4 separate regions of the Mus musculus genome follow, and regions 2, 3 and 4 are each linked to region 1. Evidence: chromatin contacts called from public promoter capture Hi-C data. All regions are on one chromosome and are shown on one strand. Each heading gives the region's core, a stretch centred on a gene start, on an enhancer-like site or on the middle of the called end of the contact. The rest is flanking DNA. Distances are from core to core; before and after follow the strand shown.

What was found. Promoter capture Hi-C pulls out the DNA fragments that hold promoters and counts their contacts.
Region 2: a promoter capture Hi-C map of hippocampal neurons shows a contact between it and region 1, with 4 times the contacts expected there. The contact joins the promoter of Rpl30 here to the promoter of Kcns2 in region 1. A contact is called at or near these places in 5 of 39 promoter capture datasets (embryonic stem cells, hippocampal neurons, liver and 1 more), 1 of 484 Hi-C or Micro-C datasets (ventral hippocampal neurons) and 1 of 9 other capture datasets (pancreatic islet).
Region 3: a contact with region 1 is called in a promoter capture Hi-C map of pre-B cells, with 5 times the contacts expected there. The contact joins the promoter of Stk3 here to the promoter of Kcns2 in region 1. A contact is called at or near these places in 5 of 39 promoter capture datasets (the 3T3-L1 cell line, hippocampal neurons, liver and 2 more) and 2 of 9 other capture datasets (adipose tissue and liver).
Region 4: a contact with region 1 is called in a promoter capture Hi-C map of stem cell-derived epiblast-like cells, with 5 times the contacts expected there. The contact joins the promoter of BC048602 here to the promoter of Kcns2 in region 1. A contact is called at or near these places in 13 of 39 promoter capture datasets (the 3T3-L1 cell line, the C10 cell line, the SN4741 cell line and 8 more), 1 of 484 Hi-C or Micro-C datasets (embryonic stem cells) and 1 of 115 datasets of contacts at active chromatin or transcription factors (embryonic stem cells).

Annotation. Positions count from the first base shown.
Region 1 is chr15:34,835,411-34,838,612 of GRCm38.p6, forward strand. It overlaps Kcns2 (K+ voltage-gated channel, subfamily S, 2), which reads left to right and starts at 1,945. Exons shown (of 2, transcript NM_181317.4): 1 at 1,945-2,442; 2 at 3,040-3,202. The coding sequence starts at 3,083. Gm32970 (a long non-coding RNA gene) reads right to left here. Exons shown (of 7, transcript XR_383919.3): 1 at 2,929-3,202.
Region 2 is chr15:34,441,708-34,444,730 of GRCm38.p6, forward strand. Rpl30 (ribosomal protein L30) reads right to left here and starts at 1,569. Exons shown (of 5, transcript NM_001163485.1): 1 at 1,478-1,569; 2 at 1,318-1,370; 3 at 928-1,073. The coding sequence starts at 1,338.
Region 3 is chr15:35,154,021-35,157,370 of GRCm38.p6, forward strand. It overlaps Stk3 (serine/threonine kinase 3), which reads right to left and starts at 1,786. Exons shown (of 11, transcript NM_019635.2): 1 at 1,507-1,786. The coding sequence starts at 1,532.
Region 4 is chr15:35,327,225-35,330,552 of GRCm38.p6, forward strand. It overlaps BC048602 (cDNA sequence BC048602), which reads right to left and starts at 1,311. Exons shown (of 3, transcript NR_045280.1): 1 at 1,156-1,311. Gm33584 (a long non-coding RNA gene) reads left to right here and starts at 1,766. Exons shown (of 3, transcript XR_383923.3): 1 at 1,766-2,068; 2 at 2,290-2,379.

The DNA.
Region 1 (3,202 bases), core at 695-3,194:
GTGGATGTCCCCAGGTACAAAGGGCCCCGGCAGTGTGGAAACCTCACAGCCACCCTCCAAGGTATGGAGGCATTGAAAAGGAGGGTCAGCAAGCCAGTGATAACAGATCCACCAGTTCACACAACCTCTGCAAAGGCTGGCACTCTCCCAGCAGCACACCGTGGGGATGAAGGAGACCAAGGAGCCTCCAGACAGAAGCCCAGCCAGGTGTGGGGGAGCTCCAGATTTCAAATGATAGATCCAACCAGACTACACAGAGGATAAGGTGAGACTATGATAAGCAGACTCCCATAGAAATAGATGGTTGGGGTCAGGAGAGGTGGCATACACGTATGATCCCATCCCATCACTCAGAACACAGAGGCAGGCAGACGGTGAGTTCAAGGTCAGCCAGGTCTATATAGTAAGCTCCAGGGCAGTCAGAGCTACACAGAGAGAGCCTGTATCAAAAAAATAAGACAGGGATAGGGGGATGGATTGGGAGAGGAAAGAGGGCAGCAAGGCAGTAGTAGATAGGGTGACATGAATAAAGCACAGTGATAAATGCATGAAGATGGCAGATACCAACTGGCAGATCACTCCCTACACACACACACACACACACACACACACACACACCAGCACCACCGCCACCACCACTGTTGCCACTACTAGCATCAAACATCAAAGAACGGAAGCTCACATGAACCACACCACATTATTCTTCTTCCCATATGGAACTGCTTTTGCAGGAAGACCCACACTCACAGAAGCTTCAGAGACATGGGTGTAGCGTCCTTTTAGTGAGGACACATGTAACCAATGCACACATCATATATGCTCAAAGGTGAGTGGCTGATACAAAGACTCATACTTGGATCCACTGATCCAACACAAAACTAGATCAAGGATTCTTTTCAGACCCTCTGAGGGAGCTTAAAGCAGGCTAGTCTTTTGCACTGTTTGCATAGTTCTGGGGATCAATACCTAGGGCCTTGTACATACCAGACAAATGCTCTGACCGGAGTTCAGCTCCAACCCATCAAACAATCTAGAGCCAGAACACCTCTCAATTCAGGTGGCACCCTTAGAGCCACATATGAAGAATGTGTTTCTCGTGGTTGCACTGTTTTTCCTGAGTCTGGAGCCACCTTATAAGAACTGTCCTATTACTTCTGACCAAGACATGAGGACACCAGCTCTCTGCTAACAATGCATGCCACAGTCTGAAAATGAGGACCATGTATTTGCTCAGAGACCAGGGGGATACCAAGGAATAAGGGTCTATTTCTTGGCTTGGCCAATATGAGGGCCCTATGTCTTATGATTGGGAATTCTGTGCTGAAGTCAGTGTTTATACAGCACACAGTTTCTCACACTGTATGCACATACCACACTAATGCATGTCCAGATCCTCATACATGGCACACTGTATGCATCTTCGCATCCATCAGAAGACATATTTGTCAATACTTTACACAGATTTTGGGTAGTCCTACTCCTCAGATTGCACACACGCACAGAACTCCAAGTACTCCTCTGAAGCTCACACTGGCTTGTACATACACGGTATCATGCAGAGTTCTCAAACAGAACTCCATTACTCCTCCCCATGCCAACAGGACCTGTGCACACACCCAAGCTCCTGCCCCACCCATATCCCTGCCACAGCTCAACCTCAGTCTTCTCTGACAGCTCCCATTTTCCGATAACCCCATTTCCAGGTATAGGAAACTTTTCTTCAGGTTTCTAAAAGAGGAAGCCGAAGCCGGTAGATCATTCCGTTGCTGCCCTATCCGCCCTATACATAAAAGCCATCCTTCATTCTCCAGTCTGTTTCCTACAGACCCGGCGAGGGAGGAAAGTCACTGTAGGCAACCCTCTGTCTGAGCCCTGGGGGTGCTGACAATAACAGCTGTCCCTGGAGGATGCCGAGGGAGGGGGAAAAGGTGTCAGCTCCGTGCAAAGCTGGGGGGCGCCCGAAGAACAGAATGATGCTCCGGAACGTCTCAAGAGTCTGGGCGGCGACTGTGCCCCGGGCTGGCGCGCTCGGAGCTGTCCGTTCAGCACCACCGCGCAGCACCAGGCTCAAGGCCCTCTGCAAGGCGCACCGGCTCGGTTCCCGCCCCCGCTCCACGGGCGCCTGCGGCGTGGGCTCCTGCCTCTCGTGGTGGGTGAGGGGCGCGCAGATCGGAAGAGGGGGGCTCCACGAGCGTCGGGGCCACGCAGCCACCTGTGAGCCTCTCGCGGATGTGGGCGGTGGTGTGTGCGGCCGGAGACTGAAGGAGGCGCACGGTGGACCCCGCCTGCCCGGTGGCGGGGCACACAGACAAGCACTCACATCTACATCCTCGCACCCGCGCGCACTCGCGCAGCCAGCCAACGGCGTCCACCGCGGTGATGCTTGCCAGCAGGTCGGGGAAGTTTCCCGCCGGCCTCTGCCGCGGGCTCCCGTGCACCCAGGTAAGCGCTTTTAGAACGCGCAAGGCGAGCTCCGGGAAGGCGCAGCGCACGCGGCCGGGGAGCACGGCGCCAGAAGGGCGCGGGGGTGGTGGTAGGAAGGGGGCTGGGAATGGAATCGGTCCTTGAAGGCTGGAGATCTGGGACGCTGAGTTGACCCTTTTAGCCCTCGGCCCAGATTTACAGATTAGAGCGGTGAATTTCCTTGCCTCCTCCCAAATCTCCGCGCCCCCTTCTTGGCCCAGCCCTGCCAGTGCGCATCTCAGCTTGGGTCCCGCCTGTCTGCGGCGAGAGGGCGGGGGCGTCTCCTTGGTCTGCTCACAGGCAAGGTCAGCACACAGCCCCCTTGGGCTTTCAGAGCCGACAGGCGCCACTCCCTGGAGGAGGTGGAGGCCCGGGTGTACTCGTGGAAACATACACCCTTGTCTTGCCTTGGGAAGGGAGTCAACTCCCATAGACCCATTCCTGCACCCCAGTGCTGGACCTCACCTAGAGACCCTGCTGGAGAGGCCAGTCAGATGAGGGTGAAGAGAAAACAAGAGAAAGACTTGGGGTGGGGAGTGCCGGCGCTCACATAGATGCTGTTCCCTCTGCTTTCAGGTGTAGCGCCCCCGCGCGGCGCGGGCGCCTGGGCATCTCCAGCATGACCCGCCAGAGCCTGTGGGATGTGTCCGATACCGACGTCGAGGATGGAGAGATCCGCATCAATGTGGGTGGCTTCAAGAGACGGCTGCGTTCCCATACGCTGCTGCGCTTCCCTGAG
Region 2 (3,023 bases), core at 319-2,818, 390 kb before region 1:
GTTCAGTTTCCAGCATTCACATCAGCCACCTCACAACACCAGGAGAATCTCGTGTCAGCAACAAGTATATACTCCATTTTAATCAAACGAAGGCAAAGAATAATAGGAAGGTGGAGTGGAGGGTCAGAAACCTAAAAAAGTAAGCCCTCTTAAACCACCTACTATACAGTGAATACTACATAAGGGCTGCTGATAATATTACCCAAAAAATAAATACTTCAGTGCCAAGTTAAAGGATACAAATTGTTAAGATTTGAAAGTTCCACAGAACCTTGAGCTTAGAATGTGGCCCCACATACCAACAGTGCTCCAAAGTGCTTATGAGAAATGAACTTGAAGCTCCAGCCTGGACCCACTGAGTCTGAGCTTGTAATTTAGTAATGAATGTCTACGCTGCCACTATGAATCGACTGGCAAAGGTTTAAAATAAGACCAAACATTCCAAACTCTGCCACTAAGTATAGACACCTACATAAAAGGCTGAAGAGGTGTACAATTGCCATAGAAAAATCAAGGAGCGTATACTACACAAGCTTCTTCAGCTTACTTAAAATACTTGTTAGGTTCGAGTTAAAATAGTTAATCAAGAATGAACGTGTTCAGAAAATTGGACCCTGCCAAATAGGTGATTTCATGATACCATCACCTCCATAATCCAGCCAGAATTTTTCTAAACTAAAACAGGCACATGAAGCGGAGTGTTAACACTTCAAACCTTGAAAAATTCGGGATCGGGCTTCCCCCAGTCTGCGTGTATCATTTGTATACCTCCTGTCACACAACGTGCCTCAAAGGTACATTTACAAAAAACACACACAAAGCAAGGTCCAAACATCAGAAAGCAACCATCATTATTCTTCTTCCCAATGCTGGATACTGCACAGTGAATTTACAATAGGCTGCACACATCCAGGTTCCCTCCATTACCTCAAAGCTGGACAGTTGTTGGCAAGGATAACCAACTTCGCTTTGCCTTGTCTGATCATCTTCAGAGTCTGCTTGTAGCCCAGCACGTACTTCCCACTTTTCATAACAAGTTGGAGCCTAGAGTTGATCGACTCCAGAGACTTTTTCTACAATGCAAACGTTTGAGACTTGAACACCACTTGCAGTCATCTAAAACCAAACTCAGTTCCAGATTTCTGGAACTGAACCCTTTCATGATGTCTGAGACCATACAAAGAGCCTCTCGGATTCACTTTGAGACCCTGAAACGTCAGCGACAAGTCGTCCACCCAGTGTGCTCAAATCTATCCGCCCCGGCCCGACCCAGCTCTCCACGTGAACCGGCTTCCGGGCCCGATCGGCTTCACTCACCGTCTTCTTTGCGGCCACCATCTTCCTGCCTTAGGTGCGGGACAACCCCCAACCTAGCATACACAGAGGACAGAAGAGAGGATTATAATCCAGAGCGTCAAACACCAGCTAGCGGAGCTCCCCGAGCCGCCTAATCGTTTACCCCGCAGAGCTCACTCACCAACACCAGCCGCCAAGATGGCCGGGGAGCGAGAAAGGAAGGAGCTCCCACAATGCAAAGCTCTTCTAGGCCGACAGAGGATTGTGGGACCGGAAGCGGAAGAGAAGCCGGTCCGGGTCACAAGCAGAACAGCGCTTGCGAGAGTAGTCTGCGGTAGTTGGTTGCTATGGGGACCGGGTTACAACGCAGGCTGGGCTGCTGCGGCGTCTGGGCTCCGGCCTTCGGTTCTGGGCGTTTGTTCTGCTGCAGCGGGCTGACACCGCGGAGAGCCGGAGCTCGATGGGAGCTGACGACGAGGCCCAGGGCTCCGTGGCGAGGCGGCAGCGACCTGGCCTCTCCTGGGCTGGTCTCCGCCTGACGTTGTCTTGGGCGTGCTCCGGAAGGACCCCGGGCCGCCGGTTTACCCCGTGACTGCTCACCAGGAGCGGAGGCATCTCTGTCCACCCGCCGCTGATCTTCCTGTTTGCCGCTCCGTAGGACACACACCCCTTTTGCGGCGGTTTTATACCGTGTACTTGGGAGCCTACTTTGCACAGGGACCACAATTGAAAAAAAAAAAAAAAAAACCTGGTGAAGTGGCTGACGGGTAAATGCGCTTGTCGCTAAGTAGACGAATGAGTTCCAAACCCACGTGGTGGGAGGGGAGCGCCAAGTCCAGCAGGTTTTTCTTTGGCCTGCGCTTGAATGCTCACATACGTATACAGAAGTAAAGAAATAGTCGCAATACGAATAATTTAAAAAATCATTTTGCTACGAAACTTGGGCCGTTGTATAAATGTAGCATTCAAGGAAAAAAAAAAAAAACCTTGAAAGCCTCTACTATTTACGCACTAGCACCAACGAAAACCCAGGGCTGTTGAGATTGTTCAGTCAGTAAAGTGTGCTTGCCTTGCAAGCGTGGGGACCTGCATTTTATGCCTAAACCTCTCTGTCAATCCCCAGCCCCCAAAAGTCTGGCATGGTTGTGCACACTTGTAACTCCATTTGTGGAACAGATTCCCCAAGGCTGGCTAGCCAGCCAACCTAGTCTAACCTGTCAGCTCCAGGTCTCAAAGATCTTGTGAAAAATAAGGTGGACAACTACCGAGTAAGTACCCAGAAGTTGACCTGTGACCTCTGCCCAACTGCACAAGCACCTGTGCCACCAAATTTATATAAGCATGAAAAAGGAAACCCAGGGTAGTAGGTAAGCTGTATGGTGAGTTACTTTGCCCTGGAGGTTAGGAAAGGGAAGAACAACCCTGCCTCCCCTTAATTAAAATAACTTTAAAAACATCCATGAGTCATGCGGGTCGAGATGATCTATACCTATAATCCCACCCGGAGCTGGCAATCTCTGTGAGTTGATCTTTTGGAAAAAGAAAAAAAACGGAAACTAAAACATATTACTTAGCCAACACACACACTCTATGAGATAGTAACTGTGTTATTCTCACATTTTTACAGCTAGTGTATTACAGAAGTATGAATAGAACCAGGCCTGCAAATTAGGGTTTTTTGGTTTTTGTTTGTTTTGGTTGAGTCTTTTGAGACAGGATTTCTCTGT
Region 3 (3,350 bases), core at 536-3,035, 320 kb after region 1:
ACAAAAGAACTAAAAGAATTGCATTTCTAGATTAAAATGAGTCTTTGAAGAAATGGAAATTTAAAATGTAAAGTTTTATGTGCAAGCATGGCTTTGTAAAGTATAAGTCACGATGGAATTGTCACCCACAACTTCTGATTGTCCAGGTTCACTAATGTCAAGTGCAGGCATTTTCTTACAGCTATAATGAAACTGATAATTTACAGTACAGCCAACCAGCACAGATCTTTTATTTCAATTCAGTCATTCCAGCTGGCCTATGCCATAGTCTCAAAGATCTCCCCTTTACTGCCCTTCCAAAACAGAAAGAAAAAAAAGTTTCAGGTTTTCTTCTGTTATTGTGGGGAAGGCGAGTATCCAGGGACTACCAGAGGAAAGACACCAATAACATGCTAGAATCTAACAACTGACTTGCTTCCAGGGCCCAGAAGGATAGCCTGTCCCTTCTGGGAAACTGTCCACATCCTCCCCTTTTTTGCATCTGAACAGATGGTTTCCAGAAACCAAGGCTCACATGTCTAATCACACAATTCACAACGGTTCTCAAAGTGCCTACCTTTTTAACGATTCCACCTCATGAGTCTAACACCTTACATCTAAATATCTCTAGATATTAGAGCACATGAAGACTTTAATCTTCACTATAGCACTCTCTTAGACAGTTTTGTAAATTATAAATGAAAGTGAGGTTAAATGTTTTACCCAGCGTCAAACAATTATTTTATTCATTCATGGAGAACAGGGAGAAGACATTATGAACGTTTATCAATGGACATTTAGTTTCCTAAGATGATTGAAATGATTAGTTCAAACATATTGTACACAGATGCATCCAATATGTCCATGATTAAACATAAACAATATATAGCATACCAAAGTATCACTGTTTTTATGTGCAAAACTATATGGGGGAGAGGTTCTAAGTTAACATTCCATCTATCTTGGATCCATAAATTCTTTAGAACTTTGGGGGGAGGGGGGAAACACCTGTCATTGCTGCACATCCATAATGTTTTACATTCTGCGTGGCTATTAATATACTTAATTCCTTAAACTGTAAATAAGCGATCTGTCTTCACAAAGTGAATGGTTATATTATTAAGAAGACTTGATCGAGAGAGAGAGAGAGAGAGAGAGAGAGAGAGAGAGTGTGAGAGAGAGAGAGAGAGAGAGAGAGAGAGAGAATAAGAGAAGCGTGCATTGATGTCCTTATCTCCAGGTTTCTGGAATTTACTACTCAAACCCTCCTAGCCACCAGAAGGGCCGGGAACCCAGCGAGGGCCACTCAATTTGCGGCGCACCAGGCCCTCAAGACGTCGGCACGGAGACTCGGCGTCCCCTCTGGGTCCCTGGCCTCGCAGAGGGACGGAGCCGAACGGTGGGCGCCTGGACCAGGCTGCGCTCAGCGCCGAGCAGGCGGGGACAGGGTCGCGGCGGCAGGCCGGGCCTAGTAGCCCCCGCCCCGCGCCGCTGCTTCCGTCCTCATCCCGCTCCCGCCGTCGTTACCTCTTGGACGCCGGCGGCTGCTCCATGGCGGCCGGTGGCAGAAAGAAGGGCCGAATGGACCGTGAAGGCCGTAGGGAGGAAAGGAGCCCGGGAGCAGCCGGCCGAACGCAAGGGATCACACCGGGAAACTCGAACCAACTTTCACGTAACTCCGCGGCGGATCTCCCTCCCGCTCCTCAACGCGGTTCCTCCCGGCCGCCCCGCCCCGCCCCTCGGCCGTGGCCTGCAGCTCCGAGCTGGTGGGAAGAGGCCGGCGCAGCGAGGGTGGGCGGGACGGAGCGCGGACAGGGAGGGTGGGCGGAGCGTGTCCCGGGAAAGTGGGCGGAACCTAGCGCGGTCCAGAAGAGTGGGCGGGCCCTAGCTCAGCCAGGGATAGTGAACAGGATGCGCCCTGGAAGGCGGGCGGGCCTTAGCAGGGCTAGGGAGGGTGGGCGGAGCGCAGCCCGGGAAGGGTGGGCGGGTCCAAGCGCTGGTGAGAGTAGTGGAGAAAGGCCACCAAAAGGAGTGCCCAGCTCAGAAAGAAGATGTCTTGCTACCAGAGTGAGACTTTGGCAACCCAAAAGCTACTGTGCTGGTGGAGGGGTGCTAGTCCACTAGAGATTTGACTCATTTCTCAGGATTCCCCAAGAATACATGCCAATCATCTTGTAAATCTGTTTGAAGTAAAACTGCCCTCACTTCCCTCTCTTGTCCTGTTTATAATTATTAGTTATTATTAGCTACGTTCCCCTGCCCCCCAAGCCAATTGGCATTTGTAACTATAGTAGTTGGGATACTTCTGGAAATTCTGGTTGATTTTGATTGTATACAAGCATAATAATTACAGTCCAATGACAGAAAATATTTACTGCAGTGATCTCTTGGTGCACAAATTTAGAACACCAGAGTCTTGCTGGATGCCCTGTTGGGTAACATGGAAAGCCCATGACTAGTTATAGTGCTTGGAAAAAGATACTAAAGGAATATCTTTCTTTTTTTCTTGGGTCCCCGACCCCGACAGCCCTAACCCCCATTGAACTTGACCCCTTACACATTCATTTGTCTACTATTTAACCATAAAATACACACACACATCTTCTCACAACTATACAAATGAGTTTGCTTATTTTTTTTTCTAGAATATTCTTTAAAACGAATTGGGCAAAGTTTTCTTAGAGGTTGGAGCCATGTGTATGAAGTCAATATTAGTCAAAATGAGTATCAACTGAAACTAAATAAGACACACACCTTGATATCTATTTCATCTACTCAGGACAATAGGAACAATAACAAAAACTAAGTGATTAAAATGTCAATACTGGGCCATGAGGGGGTTCTGTAAGCAAAGGCACTTGCCACACAATCCTGATGAGTCTACAAGTGTAAAGAGAGAACAGACTTTACAAAGTTGTCCTTGGCTTACACACACACACACCCTTGCCACATCTCTCTCACACATGCACACACTTCCACACCCTCATCATGCACACACACAGTAATGCCAGCCTTTATATATATGAGTATGCTGTAATTTTCCTCAGACATACCAGAAGACGGCATCAGATCCCACTACAAATGGTTGTGAGCCGCATGTGGTTGCTGGGAATTGAACTCACATCCTCTGGAACAGAAGTCAGTGCTCTTAACCATTGAACCCCAGTACCAGCTTTTAAAATGTCAGTACTGGGAATCACCACTGAAACTCTCCTGCCCACCTCGCATTCTCCTAACTTCCACATCAACCTCATTTTTTTCCTGTTTCAGCAGAAAGCATCTTGAGAAGTTCATCTCATGATTTTTTTTCAATTTATCAAACATTAAGATGGGCTCAGTTTATCATCCTTTACAATGGGTTCCTTGTCTTA
Region 4 (3,328 bases), core at 61-2,560, 490 kb after region 1:
CAATCCAATTTATAAATAAACTTTCAAAACATTTATAACAATACTGTTTATAATAATAGCCTTTATCAGACTATCAAAATTATATGATTGGGGTTTCGTTGAATCATTTGCTAATCTACTGTTAGAGAAATAATGCAAAGATGAAATGAATTATTTAATTTATTGCCATGCTTAAATGCAGGGCCAAATTCTAATGGAGACTAGTGTGTAAACTCTGATCAGAGATTAGAAGAAATCTCCAAATCTGATGTCTTGTGGCCAGTATAGAGCCCCCAGTCCTGTGTAAATCATGGGTCCGCCTCAGTTATATGTGGTCTAGCCTCAGAGGGATAGGTTTCCCATTAAAGCAAACAGAGCCAGAGTTCGGTTTTCAAAGTGATTTGTGTCATTTTGAACAATTATTTGGCAGTGATTATAAATGACAGAATTCATGGGACATGAAGAAACCTGTCATCTGTTAATGTTTACTCTAATGTGTACGTGCATAATTCCCTAGCATAGCTTCCATTTCAAAGAAAATTCCCAGTGGCCCTATTGCAGCATGATTTGGAGATAATGTTGTTCTGGCCAAAATTAACCACGTCAGGACCTCAAAACATTAAACTTAAGATCTGTATGATTAGGGTTTTTTTTTTTTTTTTTTTTTTTTTTTTTTTTTTTTGTGGGTGGGTCAATGGCTATGGTTCAAGCAGATGTTAACGAGTTAGGCATCTTCCCAGGCTCTGCTAAACACAAAGCTTCAACCCGGTATACATGTGTCTGGTAGTGGAAGTCTACTGATCCTGTCCCCCAAACAAGGATAAAGTAAAGCTAGGTTAAATAGGTCTTTCTCTTTGGTAAGGTTAGATTAGGTTAAATAGCTTAGGAAAATTACATTGGAAACTAAATCTATTTAGCAAATGACCTTAAATTTGTGTAGCATTATTTATGAACCTCACCAAGATCCGCAGTGAACTGTCTGAAGCAGATACCTTGTTTGTTTTACTAGCAGCAACATAAGGCTCACTCACAGCTCTAGTTTATATCTGAAGTATAGGACAGCGCCAGGGCACAGCCGCCAGATTTGGTGTCTTAGTTTGAGTTTTATTGCTGTGAAGAGACACCGCGATCACAGCAACTCTTATGAAGAAAAACATTTAATTGGGGCTGGCTTACAGTTTCAGAGGTTCAGTCCATTGTCATCATGTCAGGAAGCATGGCAGCCTGCAGGTAGACATGGTGCTAGAGAGGGGCTGAGAGACAGGAAGAGGCAGTGAGCCACTAGGTCTGACTTCAGCTTCTGAGGCCTCCAAGCCCACCCCTTAGTGAAGCACTTCCTCCAATAGGGCAACACTTACGTCCACAGGGCCACGCCTCCTAACAGTGCCACTTCCTGTGGGCATATGAGAGCCATTTTCATTCAGACCGTCACATAGGGCTAGAAATATATTCTTTTATATATTTACCACTTGAACAGTACATTTTAAGTTGAAGTTTCCCCATCTCATTCTTTTCAAATTAGCCAATAGCCACCTTACTTCGATAAGGATATCATGAAGAAAATGACTGATTAAAATGTTGCAAAGACTCTGATTAAAAAATCGAGTCCACCACCGTCAGAATGTCCTCCACAGTAAGCAAACACCACTCTCCAGAGGCTACTTCTGCTCTTTGTTCTGTTAGTTTCATAAATTTGGAATGCAGCTCTTTGCTTAGCATTTGGATATGTCTCCTTATAGATTCCAATTTCATAAGTGAAGAGAATATATTTATACATCTTTTTAATAGATGTAGCATTATTCCTGTAGGGAATTAATCTTCACTGTGGACTTCCTGAGCTTACTGTCACCTAGGAGACAGACCTCTGGGTATGTCTATGACGGCATTTCTGGAGAAGTTTATCTGAGACTTACAATGACTGAGTGGAGGTGGCTGGGGTTCTAGACTGCGCACAAGGGAAAGGGGAGCGTCAGTATTTCCTGGCCTCCAGACGTGAGGAGTGGCAGCTGTGTGTGCGTGCTGCCAGGACCTCTGTTACAGCTTCCTGGCCCTGATGGACCTTCCTTCTGAACCTGAGAGTCGTTGAGAGGTAATGTATCACACCAGCAAGTGAGGTAATGAACACAGTACCCTACATGCTTGAACTTTAGTGGGTGTGATAAACACATGATAGTAAATGAGATTTATGTCTTCCTCATCTCTTTGCAAATTCTATTCACTCCTCAACGCCTGACTTAAATGCTACATCTTTAAAGTTCTCTAATCTCTCCCACCACTAAATTCTCTAATGCCCTGTGCTCTTCTCCCTAGTGCATTCATTCATCGTGTTCCAGGTGTGTAAGAGGAGTGTGTGCTCGAGCCCCACTCTCCCTAAAGGACGGAAGCTCCGCACAGTCAGCAGTCAGTGTCTTTGTGTGCCTTGAATGGTATCACTAAATGACAGAACCCAACATGTACAATCCAGTATGAATTCATGCAAATCCCTTATAAAGTTAAGTAAAAAACATATTATAAAGTTTAAAAGCAAGTAAAATTTAGATATCCAAAAATAGCTCATTGGAACTAGGGAAACTGCTCAGTGGGTAGCCTGTTTGGCTGCACAGTGTGAGAGATGGAGTTTAGATCTGCAGTACCCATGTAACAAGGCTGGCAGGAGTGGCAGCCCCCTCATAATCCCAGCAGTCCTGGGAAGTGGGGGTAAAGAATGCTGCGGCCAAGCTGGCCAGTGAGACTAAATAAATCTGCAAACTCCAGGTTGAGTGAGAAACCCTGCTATAAATCTCTGGCCTCTACTTGCACATGAACATAAATGTATATGCATTCATATATGCATGTACCAAAATACATGTGGGCATGTTTGAGCGCACACTCACACTTACTTAACTTGCTAAAATTGGTCCTAATAATTTTTCATTTGGTAGTCATTCTACAATGCTTTCTTAGTGTTGCATTTACTGAAATTTTAACATTAATCATATATCTACAGCAACACATGTAGGGATTTTAGTATAATCTTCCATGTCTAATGAAATTTATTTGCCAAGTTGTATACTACTTCTCTACATTATAAGAGCAGAAATGGATGTTAAATAAAAATGTTCCAAATATTTTTCAGAGATGAGATTAATACTTAAGATACCCTTTTTATTAGATCTTTTCTTCATTTACATTTCAAATGCTATCCTGAAAGTTCCCTATACCCTCCCCCTGCCCTGTTCCCCATCCCACCCACTCCAGCTTCCTGGTCCTGGCATTCCCCTGTACGGAGGCATATGATAAGATATCATTTTTAAGCTTCAGAAAGAAATGAACATTTCTGTGGCAAGATTAAAAGAATTAAGTCACAAAC